2 separate regions of the Mus musculus genome follow, and region 1 is linked to region 2. A link is a contact called in public Hi-C data. All regions are on one chromosome and are shown on one strand. Each heading gives the region's core, a stretch centred on a gene start, on an enhancer-like site or on the middle of the called end of the contact. The rest is flanking DNA. Distances are from core to core; before and after follow the strand shown.

Evidence for each region. A called contact is a pair of places that touch in the nucleus more often than the background predicts.
Region 1: a contact with region 2 is called in a Hi-C map of liver, with 2.5 times the contacts expected there. The contact joins two enhancer-like sites. A contact is called at or near these places in 3 of 39 promoter capture datasets (the 3T3-L1 cell line, the HPC-7 cell line and cranial neural crest), 1 of 484 Hi-C or Micro-C datasets (liver) and 1 of 9 other capture datasets (embryonic stem cells).

What each region holds. Positions count from the first base shown.
Region 1 is chr2:165,465,975-165,469,574 of GRCm38.p6, reverse strand. The region is part of intron 1 of Slc13a3 (solute carrier family 13 (sodium-dependent dicarboxylate transporter), member 3); the gene reads left to right. Among named protein-coding and RNA genes, the nearest start is that of Slc13a3, 5.4 kb to the left of the region's middle. Within about 2 kb of position 1,579, at least 13 of the 459 cell types and tissues checked have an H3K27ac peak or open chromatin away from gene starts, as enhancers often do. A contact at or near this core is called in liver, where this site is marked.
Region 2 is chr2:165,008,868-165,012,197 of GRCm38.p6, reverse strand. Ncoa5 (nuclear receptor coactivator 5) reads left to right here. Exons shown (of 8, transcript NM_144892.1): 4 at 1,611-1,747; 5 at 2,749-2,875. Among named protein-coding and RNA genes, the nearest start is that of Ncoa5, 24 kb to the left of the region's middle. Within about 2 kb of position 1,792, at least 15 of the 459 cell types and tissues checked have an H3K27ac peak or open chromatin away from gene starts, as enhancers often do. A contact at or near this core is called in liver, where this site is marked.

The DNA of each region.
Region 1 (3,600 bases), core at 330-2,829, 460 kb before region 2:
CTCCCATAGTGGTCTTAAGAAGGAAATACAGTGGCCATCCTCATCAGATGAGGAGATGGCGACAGAAGTTGAGTCATGTTCCCGACGTCACATAGCTTCTGATCACCAACCCAGAGCCTGTCCATGCTCTCTCTCGGCCCTGAGCATTGGAAGACAAGATAACCAGGTGGTGTAAAGCCCTGGTGGAGATTTCTGGAAAAACAATTGACTTCCAGCCCTGTGGTTGACACTTTCCATGACCAGACCTTGCTGAATGTCTTCACTTAGCTGGCTTTTCACTGAAGTCCAGAAAGGGATAGGGGTGGCGAGGGGAGGAGGAAGGGGGCACATGGGAGGGACTGACAGCTCAGATCATAAAACTCTCACCTTGGAAGTGTGGGGACCTGAGTTCAATCCTGAGAACATGTGAGAAAATGTCGTGTGCATCTGTGATCCCTCACTGTGGGAGGCAGAGCCAGAGGCATCCCTGGGACTCACTGGTCGGCCAGGCCAGCCTAATTAGTGAACTCCGGGCCACTGAGACACTCAGTCTCGAGGAGGCCGATGCTAGTCTCTAGGTAAGCAGACACATTATATATGAAAACACACACACACACACACACACAGACACACACACACACAGACACACACACCATTGAATCCTAGAAAGTTAGGAACAGCTCTGCCAACTACTTGGTCACATTCCTCTTGTTTACTTCTTCAAAGACCACAAGCCTGTCCTGTCCTCCCACACTCCCCTCTAGAAAACTTAAAAACACTGTCTTACAGGGGAGCCTTTGTGTGGGGGTCCGTCTGTGAAAATCCAGGTCTGTAATGATTGAATGGACAGAGAGCAGCTCACACGTGTGATGGCAGAGACCAAGGGGAGGCCGGGCCTCAGAACTGGCGCTCACTCCAGGGCCTATGTATATGCGTTTCCCTCTGCCTGGACCACTGTTGTCTGAGCAGTCTGCAAGGCTGGCTCCCTCAGTTTACCTATGTGGTTCACACCACCTCCTCCAAGGCTTCCCCGCCACCACCTTCAGGTCCTCTCTAAAAGGGAAAATCCTCACACTCTACTGTCTTCTCTGCTCCTTTCCCTGACAACCTTTATCACCAGCCGGCAATCTGTCACATATTAAGCGATGTATCTGTCAGCATGCCATCTACATCGCCGCCCCCCCCCCCACCCCCCGGCCCCCGAGGGAGGTCAGCTCCAGGAGGGCAGGGTTCTCTGTCCCTACCTCCCTGTCTTCAGCCAGCATAGGGCCTGACCTGTAGTAGACAGCAAATCCAAGTTGCATAAGAGAACAAAGGAATGCTGGTCGCCAGCCAAGCTCTAGCCGTGCACTTCTCACAAATCCTCCCGTGACCCTGGTGAGGCGCTCCCGTGGTCCTCTCCGCCCGCCCCATGCAGATCAGCTCTGAGGGGCTCTGGTTCTGTGAGTGCTGGTGGATGGATGACAGTCATAGGATGCTTCCCGGGCTGAGGCCAAAGTCTTGCTTGTCCTCAGGCCTTTTGCCTTGTTTACCATGGTGCTTGGGTGACAGGGACAGACAAGCTTTTACCTAGGGTCAGGCTGGCAAGCCAGAAGGCATCTGCCCCATGGATCCTGGCCTGGATGGAGTGGGGACGGGGAGGAGGGCAGGACACTGCTGGCTGTGTTGGAAGAGGCAGGAAAAGTGGGCCTCCCTTTACCCCACCCTAAGCTTCAGGGAACCCTGACCCCAGAGGGCAGGAACATGAAGAAGCCGCACTGGCTGAGCACCTACTCTGAGTCTGGCTGAGAGCCTACTATGTGCGTGGCACATTATATTCAATGGAAGCGGTCCTTTGACATCAAGCAAGGCGGCCTCCAAGGTCTAAGGTAGTAGACCAACTTGGACATTAGCAGAGGTCTCAAGTCACTTTCGGGTCCGGCCCAGCACTGTCACCTGCCTGCCACCTTTCCTCGTGGTGCTGGGATTGGTCAGGGAGTTCCTAGCCACAGGGTAACTGTCATGAAGGAAGAAGCTCTTCACACACACAGCTGCCTTAGAAACATGAGCAGGCCACCATTCCGCCAAGAGTACCCAGGAAGCCCAGGGCCCTCGGGAGGCAGAGGCAGGGAGGAAGGGCTGCTGGGAATGAAAGCTGAGGCAGGGCAACTGGTCAAGGCCGACCGCTGGTAGGAGCTCAGTGAGCTCTGGGACACAGGGCTGTCCCCAGATGCTGTCTGGCCCTCTGTGATTTGAGGAGGTGAACAGCAGCTTGGAGCAGACCCTCTAAGCAGACTAACAGGCAAGAAATGGTGCAGGCTTCTCATCTTTAGGAATCGACGCACCTTTTATGGCGCAGCCCTTCTGGCTGTCAGACCACCAGAGGCAGAAACTAGGAAACACGATCAGAACTCTCTCCTGCCCTCACTTCTTTTCTTACTCTCTTCCAGCCACTCATAAGCCTCCTACTTCTTCACACCTGCCCTGCCATGTTTACCTCAGGACTTTTGCACCCACTCTGCCTCTGGAATTCTCTTACCCTAATCAGCTGCAGCTGGAAGGCTATGGTTATCGAAGTCTTGAGCACAAGGGCACTGCCTCCAAGGAGTCCTCCTGGATGACCACTTTAAAAATCTTGCCCCACTCACCCCCACAGAACTTCTCTAAAGCTATACCACCTGCTTATTGTCTGCACAGCACTGTGTACAGTCTTGCCCTGTTTCATATCTACATCTTATTCTGGGCTGTGGTGAGTGCCAGGGCAAAACTTTATTTGCTACATACAGTTCCCTCTGTGTCTCTGAGGTCTAGAACATAGCCTGACACATGAAGGATACTTGGCAACAGAGAGTAGTCAGCTTGGGTTTAAACAGAGGTCCTGGTTTCAGAGTGTGCATGCCTCCTAAAGCCCCTGCCCACGTCTGGACTGTGGCGCCTTTGAGCAGAGGACAGCAGCTTATGCTTCTCAAGCCGGGAGACTGAGGTCAGGAGACAGAGGGAAGTCATCCTGGTCTCCCCACAGGGAACCCCAGATCATCCTAGGAGTCCTCCTGGCTAGGTGGCCGGCTGCCCGTCCCTTACGGGCACCCCTAGCTCTGGGCCTCAGCCGTAGTCCTCTGAGGCCTGGCCAGCTTTCCACTTCTGCCAGGTGTGTAAACAGGCCCGCATGGTTCCCGGTGGCCCGGCAGGGAGCTAGATCGAGTGTCCTGACTCAGACCCACAGGATGGTGCCCTCTACACTGATGAGCTGAGGGTTCTGATACCCCCAGACCCTGAAGACACAGTCCTCATACCAGTGCCAAGCTGCTGCCTCCCGCGCAGATGCACCAGGGTCTTGGGAGGAGACACACGTGGCCACTCTGCCTCTTGGCTGTTTTCCTCCCCGACCTCACCTTCCTTCCCATCAGAGTGGCTCAGTGAAAGCCACTTGCCAGAAAAACGAAAATGCCTAGTGCCCCACGGGTGCCTGGTAAAGGCTGGCCTCTGCCACCTGCAAGGTGAGGGTCCAGTGCCTGTGGTCCGTGTCTCAGAAACCCACATCAGGTGTGGCAGCACCCCAAAAGATAAAGACACTGGGGAAGGACCCTCCAGGCCAGCATGCCCTTGCCACCCAGACGAGTGGGGACGACAGTTTCCTGAGGA
Region 2 (3,330 bases), core at 543-3,042:
TGCCAATGAAAGCCACTTGAGAACCCATTTCACACCTGGTGACTTTCAGGAAAGACACAGAAAATATTTATTAGCAAGATAAGTACAGTTTCTTATACTTGGATGGGTAGACGGTTCATGTCCAGGTGTGGTAGTACATACCTGTAATCCTAGCACAGGGAGATGAGGCAAGAAGTCTAGTTTAAACCACTGTGAAAAATGGTTCAGGAGTTCCTCAAAACTTCAAAAATGTAGGGCTTCTAAGAAGACTGCTTGGCCAGTCAGGTATCTACTGCACAAACAGGAGGACCAAAGTGCTAATCCCCAGTACCCACAGACAAACCAAGCATGGTGCATGCCTCTGTAGCCTCAGCACTAAGGCGGTAGAAGACAAGTGGATCCCTGGAGTTCTTGGCCAACCATCTTTGACAAACAGATGAACTCCAGGTTCAATGAGGGACTCTCTTACTTTCTCAAAGAATAACATTAAGAGAGATCAAAGGGACTGGAGAGATGGCTCGGTGGTTAAGAGCACTGACAACTCTTCCAGAGGTCCTGAGTTCAAATCCCAGCAACCACATGGTAACTCACAACCATCTGTAATGAGATCTGATGCCCTCTTCTGGTGTGTCTGAAGACAGTGACAGTGTACTTATATACATAAAATAAATAAATATTTTTTTAAAAAGTGGTCAAGGAAGGCACAGGACTCCAACCTTTGGTCTCTATACACTCAGTACAAACACCACATACACAGTGTTAAAGAGTTGAGGAGGATTCATATAGTCATGTGTGAGTGTGCATAGCAGCACTAGCCATATAAACCACAAGGCAACGGAACCCAGATACCCATCAGCAAATGATAGGAAGGTTGTTCAGTCATGTTTATGAAATGTTGATAGATGTTAAGACAGAGGTGAACACGGAAAACATATAAAATAAGCCACACACACCAAAAAAAAGCACAACAGCTACCATGTAATTCCACTTATTTGACATCTTTGGAATAGACAAATCCATAAAGTTAAGAAATACATATTGTCAGGGGCTGGGGAAAGCAGGCAAATTATGTAGACTTCTGTTTGAGGTTATCTAACAATTGGAAATGGGTAGTGGTGACAGCTACATGGCACTGGGGTTACAGTGCAGGTGAGGGTGCACTTAGATGGTTTAAAGTACTGGTGATACACACCTGTGATCGCAGCACAGAGAAATGAGGCACGAGAACAGGAGTTCAAAGGCAGCCTTAGCTATAGAGCAAGCTCAAGGCCACAGGAGACCCTGCCTAAAAAAAGACTATAATGACAAGTTATTGATACATACTCTACAGCAGTTTTTTAAAAGCGCAGGGAAGAGAGATGGAGAAGGTATAAAATGGTTCGTCCAACAACTGTTTTTCATTTGCCCAAGTGCTGTCTGTATCCCATCTCTCTTCATCTCAAGTCCTCGTCGTTTTGTGAGGTAAGTTAATCAGTCACAGCCCCAGAGACTGTGAACACGTCCTGCATATAACCCTGCATGGTAGTTCTTATGACTGCCCTGGCGGACTTGAGTTTTGAAGCATTCTCTCCATCTGATTTTTGCCACATAGGGCCGAGTTGTAACATGAGAAATTGTCCTTGACTTTTCAGGAGAGAAGGCTCATATGACCGTTATCTGAGGGTGGATGACTATTGCCGGAGGAAGGATGACTCGTACTTTGACCGGTACAGAGATAGCTTTGATGGACGGGGCCCTCCTGGCCCAGAGAGTCAATCTCGAGCAAAAGGTGAAGCCGCATCAGTGTGTTCCCATTACTGGAGGGGGAAGTCACCAAAGATTTGTGGACACCAGCACCTCTACACAAAGGGCTCAGTGATTCAGCCAGGCAGTCCACAGATGTTAATGTTGATTTTTAAATGCAAATTAGCATTATCTTGTAGTTTAATCATCCTACAGGAAATGAGAAATTGTAATGTTGACAAATGAGGAGAAGGTTGCAGGTGAAGGGGCTGGGACTTCCTTGCCTTGTCACTGTTTTGCAGGTAACTGACCACACTTACGGGGTGGGGTTTCATGTGTCTTTGTCATTCTTACCTAACAGCTTCTAGGTAGCTTCTTTAGGTAGCTAAAGGTAAGACTATCTGCAAAGAGTGTCAAACTGTTTTGTACTGGCCAATTAGAGATGGGGGGAAACTCATCTACTCTTGCCCATTTAACTAATACTGGGAATTGGGAAATTTGATTTGTTTGTTTGTTTGTTTGCTTCAAAGAAAATCCAGACAAATTTACATTAGAAACATTAGAGAACTGGGAAGAATGACAGAGTCCAGTGTCGGAGAGATAGACAGCTGCTGATTTTGGGAAAGTTGCTATAATCCCGGCCTGGCTCCACCTCCCTGGCATCTTGTCCAACTTTTTCTTTTTTTTTTAAACAGGAGTAGACCTTGCTGATTGGAGGTCACTGTGTTAAGCTAGGCAGACCTTGAACTCTGCAGTCCTCTGGCCTCAGTCTTCCAAGTGCTGGAATTGTACAGACATGAGTCACCACACTGGGTGATCCACCTTTTTAAAACATAACTAACTTCTTTTCTTGGTCAGTTTAGTAGTAGAATTATATAAAGCATTACAGTGGCTGTGGCCTGTCACCCAAGGTTTTATCTTGATGGATTTAAGATAGTAGAAAAAAGTAAAATATGGTTACGAATGAGAGACCTGGGGATTAACTCAGAATGTCTGACTGCATTATAGAAGGACAGCCCTTATGTTTCCCCTGCTGGTGTCTTGCAGAGCGTTTGAAACGTGAGGAACGACGTAGAGAGGAGCTTTATCGTCGGTATTTTGAGGAGATCCAGCGACGCTTTGATGCTGAGAGGCCTGTGGATTGCTCAGTTATTGTGGTCAACAAACAGACTAAGTAAGAAGCCCGTGCTTGTTGCTCCTCGGTATGGAAAGGGGTCGGTGCTCAGCAGCTCCAGAGGCGCACCGACTTGGCTGCCCCACTGTTATTATCTGAGCCTAAGCTAGAGCTCTTCCACTCAGTGACAGAAAACCCAACATAAAGGTTCAAACATGGCCTCCTCTAAAGTCCAACTGTGCGCAAGACATGCCCCCTGTCAGTGTCTCGGTGCTGCCTTCCTTGCTTCTGCCCTCTTCCTGACCATGTTTTCTACTTGAAGAGTCAGAGTTACAGTGACTTCAGACATGTATCTTCTTAGCTTAGCAAACCTACTAAAGACAAGGCTTCTCTTTTCTGATGCTGTGTGTGTGTGTGTGTGTGTGTGTGTGTGTGTGTGTGTGTGTGTGTGTGTGTGTGTGTGTGTGTATGTACATGCACATAAGTGTATGGATGGTGCAAAAGCCAAATGACAG